Regions from separate parts of the Mus musculus genome. Here region 1 is linked to region 2. A link is a contact called in public promoter capture Hi-C data. All regions are on one chromosome and are shown on one strand. The core of a region is the stretch at or near the end of the contact, and the rest is flanking DNA. Distances in the headings are between cores, read along the strand shown. Region 1 holds the start of Ifi214 (interferon activated gene 214). Region 2 holds the start of Ifi205 (interferon activated gene 205).

What was found. Promoter capture Hi-C pulls out the DNA fragments that hold promoters and counts their contacts.
Region 1: a contact with region 2 is called in a promoter capture Hi-C map of hematopoietic stem and progenitor cells, with 8 times the contacts expected there. The contact joins the promoter of Ifi214 here to the promoter of Ifi205 in region 2. A contact is called at or near these places in 4 of 39 promoter capture datasets (the 3T3-L1 cell line, 3T3-L1-derived adipocytes, the C10 cell line and 1 more) and 1 of 9 other capture datasets (liver).

The regions. Positions count from the first base shown.
Region 1 is chr1:173,534,539-173,537,238 of GRCm38.p6, reverse strand. It overlaps Ifi214 (interferon activated gene 214), which reads left to right and starts at 1,282. Exons shown (of 5, transcript NM_001024721.2): 1 at 1,282-1,567.
Region 2 is chr1:174,030,495-174,033,194 of GRCm38.p6, reverse strand. Ifi205 (interferon activated gene 205) reads left to right here and starts at 1,440. Exons shown (of 7, transcript NM_172648.3): 1 at 1,440-1,571.

The DNA.
Region 1 (2,700 bases), core at 33-2,532, 500 kb after region 2:
CTGTAATTTGGAATGATCCATACAAAGACTGTCCACAGTGCTTGTCCCAGCTTGGTACCTTTGGCTACCTTGTGGCTATGTTGGGCTTCTGCAGCAGGGATAGGCAAATCCACTGAGACATAAGCAGGAACTGAGCGGAAACAGTAGGATCAACTTCCCCTGGCCTTTCTTTACTACATCAGTTCAAAAGATGAAGAAAGGAAAAGGAAAAACTACATTGGCCAAACAAAAGAAAGATAAAGATGGTATTTTCCAACCTCCATCCACCATGAATAAAGGACTGCAATCAGAATCAATGGTGGAGACACAGCACAGGTCCAGTGGCTTAGCTCTCCCAAGAAAAGCTTCTCTGGCTTTCCTTCCCCTTCTCTCCTTTTTGAGATTAATTAGTATTTTATGTAGTCTAAGAAACTAGTGAAAATGGCACCTAGTCAGCAAATCCATAGTTTCTAGTCATCTACATTGTTTCAGAAATACTTCAAGGTAATGCAATTCCCAATGATGGAAACATGAAAGGATGGCATGTTTTTAAAAGTTCTTAACTAAGGCAATCACCAGTTAAAGAATACTACTTTCCAAAGCCGGGTAAAAGATTTAAACCTAAACTGAGCCTGGTCTACAGAGAGAGTTCCTGGCCAGCCAAGACTACACAGTGAGACTCTGTCTTTAAAAGTAAATAAATTAACAATAGTAGTAGTAGTAGTAGTAGTAGTAGTAGTAGTAGTAGTAGTAGTAGTAACAGAAAAGAGGAAAGCTAAAGCCAAAATCCTTTCTGCTTACGTGAGGTTGGAGTCCTATGTTTCTAACAACATTGGTACTCTGGAAAGTCCAGGGAACTAACAAAGGAGTGAAGTGTTTAAACCAAAAGCAATTTCATCTCAGATTATTTTTTCTTTTTTGAAATTCATTCAAGAGCAGCTAGCAATTGCCAATTTCTCCTGCTGCCATCTGCATCCTGAGCAGGAAAGAAAGAGACCTGGTGACTTAGCTTTGCCTTTTGGGGATTCATCTTTATTTAAAAGAGAGCACATTCCTGGTGACTCCCTTGTGAGTTTGTTGGATACAGAGCTTTTATATTTGGTTCTTGTACCTGTAAGATTTGTAAGAAAAGCAAAACATATCAATGGAGTGTAACTGTCTCTGACTTTCTTATGGTGACTAAAAGGTATACAGGAAAAAACTGTCGAGTTTCAGTCTCTGAGGAAATCGAAAGCGATGCACTCTGCTGGGAGGAGAACTTGCTATTTCTTAGCTCTTCTGCCCACAAAACAACACCCAGCTGAGACATTCAGCAAGCCTCAGTCCATGGAGTGAGTCTAACCTGAGAATTTCTGTAGATTACATTTTCCAGTTCCCAAGAGATTTATTGGTTTATCTTCTTCACACACACACACACACACACACACACACACACACACACACACACACACACCAACTCCTCCCAGTCCCCAACAAACTTTAAGAAGAAGAAGGACAAAAGAGAAGAGGAGGAAGAGGAGTGGAGAAGCCTCTAGTCCTGCCCTGTAGAAGATCTCAGCTTTACATCCTTAGAGAAACATCCAGCAAGGTGAGTTCTACCTGTTTTCTGTAGATATGGTAGATATTGGCTACATCTGTAAAAACAACAAGGACAGTGAAAAGACCTTTGCTGGTTCTTGTGGAGGAGGCAGTGCTGATCTGGTGCCTGCTGCACTCAGCAGTGAGCCCACAGCAGCCGGATTAGGGTCAGTCACTCAAAAAGATGGCAGACATCTTTAGTCCTCCACCACAGAGGAATGAGCTAAGAATAAAACATTTTGCATATTTTAGATTGTTTAATGAACTTTCTAAGTATAAATCTGAATAAGTGGATAATGTGAAGGCTATAATTAGCTCGGATAGGGAGTTCATGGTTATCTGGGATCTGTGGGTGAGTGGGAAAAAGCCAAGATAGTGACATGAAAAATTATTGTGAATAAAAACTGCCTCTGGACATGAAATGAATTTTCTAGTATCCTATCACTAGGAAGTTTCTCAGGATCATAATATATAAACACACAATGGTTTAACCATTTCCCAAACACATTCTGTTTGTTCTCTTCTTCACACCTTTCTAAAGGTGGTATTTCCATTATTGGTAATTTCTACCATCACGAAAGTTGTTTTTGGCCATTTTGTTTTCCTTTTGGTTCTCTAATGGTGAAGTGTAATAGAGTGATGGAAAGTTAATTAGAACACATGTATCTTGCCCATTTATAGAACAGTTTGAAGAATACGTGTACCACAGCAGAGGACTTGGATAGAAGCTCTTAATTGATTTCAAAGTTCTGTGAACATTAGACCAGGCTCGCTAAGTTTATTAATTATTGTAGCTAAACTTTCTAAATCACTGCAAAAGATTTTACTTATTTTTAACAATCAAGAGATGTACTTCTTTTTTATTTATTTTTATTTTTATTTTATTTTATTACATTTCAAATGTTATCCACCTTCCCAGTTTCCCCTCTTCAAACCTACTATCTCATCCCCTCTTCCTCTGCCTCTATGAGGGTACTCCCTCACACACCCATCCACTCCTGCCTGCCTGCCCTGCCATTCCCCAACACTGGGGCATTGGGCCTTCACAGGACCAAGAACCACCCCTCCCACTGATACCAAATAAGGCCATCCTCTGCTACATTTGCAGCTGGAGCCATGGTTCCCTTCATGTATACTCTTTGG
Region 2 (2,700 bases), core at 191-2,690:
ATTTTTTCTGTCTGGAAAAACTGCAGAGATGGAAATGGAGACGAGCCCGAGGAAAAGAAGATCTAGATACAGGCCCAAAGTGGGATCCAGCTCAAGGGGAGGTCCAAGGCCTGACACTATTACTGAGGCTATGGAGCGCTCACAAAAAGGGACTTATCATGACTGCCCTCTGAAAGACTCAACAAGCAGCTAGTCAGATGCAGATATTGGTAGGCAGCCAATGAACAGAATCTGCTGACCCCTGAGGTTGAATTAGGGAAAAGCTGGAAGAAGATGAGGAGGAGGGTGACCCTGTAGGAGGACCAGCAGTTTCAATTAACCTAACCCCCCCGAGATCTCTCAGACACTGGACCACCAGCCAGGCAGCATACACCAGCTGATAGGAGGCCCCCAACACACATACAGCAGGGGACTGCCAGGACTGGTTTCAGTCAGAGATGATGTACCTAACCCACAAGTGACTGGAGTACCCAGGGAGTTTAGAGATCTGGTGGGGTTGGGGTTGGAGGGGACATCCTCATGGAGTCAGGGGAGCAGTGAGGAGGTATGGGATGTAAAATAATAAGAGGGTAGACCAGGAGGGGAATAAAATCTGAAGTGTAAAATAAAAGAATAATTTAAAAAAGAGAGAGAGAAAATAGAGTGGTGGAAGTGGCATAGAGGTGTCAGGGATAAAGACAAGCAGGGCTATGAAGAGCTGAAGCCTGAGATACTGTTGACTGACTTCCAGGTGCATACCGAACAGCTACCAGTCCTTAAGGGCCAAGAATTCTAGCACCTCAGTCAATGAGATATGACACCAGCCACTCTCAAGGTCCCAGAATCACAAAGGCACTTCCTGTTTGTTACTATCTTTCACCTGCTGCTTCCAGAAGTTGATTATAAACTCCCAAATTCTGAGCTGGCAGTTGTGGTTAAATCCCAGAACCATAAATCTCCAATCCAAAACCTCTCTAACTTCTGAAGGGTTTGGTGCTTGTAAATCCTGGATGTGTTAGACTATTTCCTAGGCCTTGAGTACTTTATTGCAATAAAAACTCCGACTCAGCGGTCCATGACTCCTATCTAAGTAGAGCAGAAGAACCTTGGTCAGGGAGTTTTAACACCTTGATCTGGGTACACCATGTATGTGAGTTTTGTGTCTGGTGGCCAGTGTATATATGACTGCTACAAAAGTCAAAAGGTTAGGACTTTCTTATTTAGTGAGATTCAACAGAAAAGAATGTGAGCCTGACTAAGCTGTGATTTTTTTTTCCCATAGTGACCACAGTGTTTAAGGGAAGCTAAGAGGTTTCCCAGGCCAGGGAAATTGAAAGCTATGAACAAAACTGGGAGGAGGCCTGGCTATTTCAGCACTCCTCACCCGAGGGAGACAGCACAGTGAGAGACACCCAGTGCTGCTCAAGAAGTGAAACAACTCTGAGAGTGTCCTAACCACTGGTGTCTTCATTTATACCCCATTTTTCACTTTCTCAGTTACTGAATTATCTGCCTACCTACTCAAACCAAGCAGGCCACTTCTGTTGTTGAAGATCTCAGCACCTGTACATTGCTGCCGAAATTCCAGGGAGGTGAGTCCTGTCTGTTTCTTAAATATATGATCATATCTATCTGTGGAATATAAAGGAACATAGAAAAAAATCAGTATTGGAGTTGGGGGGGGGGCGGTAGCCAGGGCTAGTACCAGCTGCACTCACAGCCTTGAACCTGCTGTAGCTGGTTTCTGATGCTTCACTAGGAAGATGGCAGATGACAGAATAAAGATGCCATCCCTATTCCCATAACTTTTCATGAGTTAGTGTTTAACACTGGTCTTCAACTATCTTCACTAGAGAAGGCATGGGAGCAAGGTGTTTGTGGTGAATGACTGTGTAAAAGACCAGACAGAAATGAGAAAAATGATAACTAAAATAATGTTAAATGAAAACCACACTTCAACATGAATATAGTATCTAGTTTTGTGAATATACAAAACTGAGATTTATACAAAACATGAAAACTCATTATCCTATAGAAGAAAATGTTCCAGTTTTGTGAATAAAGTTATTTAAATAGAGTGTCTTGACATTTTTATGTTTAGCTCTCCTCCTAGCTCCCTTATGTATGAGATGTTAGAGACAATATTTGCCATACTCTGTTCTTCATTCCACTCTGGAGGTGAACTCTAGTGGGCTAAAGTTAAACTTGTTCACTGTTACTATTTTTTTCTCAAATGTTTCAAATTTTTTATCGTGCTTTGCTTAAATTTTCAGTAGTTGAGATATGCATAAATTTGAAACCATAGTCATGATTACTCAGTGTCGTATTTGTTTAAATTTATGTTATTGCTTGTTATTATTATTGTTGTTTGAAAAATAATTTCATTATTGAATCCTGGTTTGCCTGGAAAGTGGTGCATAGCTGAGGCCAGTCTCAAACTTATACTCTCTGCCTCTGCCTCTGCCTCTGCCTCTGCCTCTGCAGCCCTTGAATCATAAACATCCACTACCATGTCCCTGTTAAATGTCTATGATTAATTTTGTATTTTACTACATAGTACTATTTACTGTCATGGGAGTAATGTAGTTATAAAACTAAAATCTGTTATAATTTGGTAATTATATAATTAAAATGGTTTCACTTTTCTTGGTTTGAAATCTTTCACTACTAAGCAGTGAGCCTCCAGGTTTTATGATAATTTCTTGGATGGTCCTTAGCTAT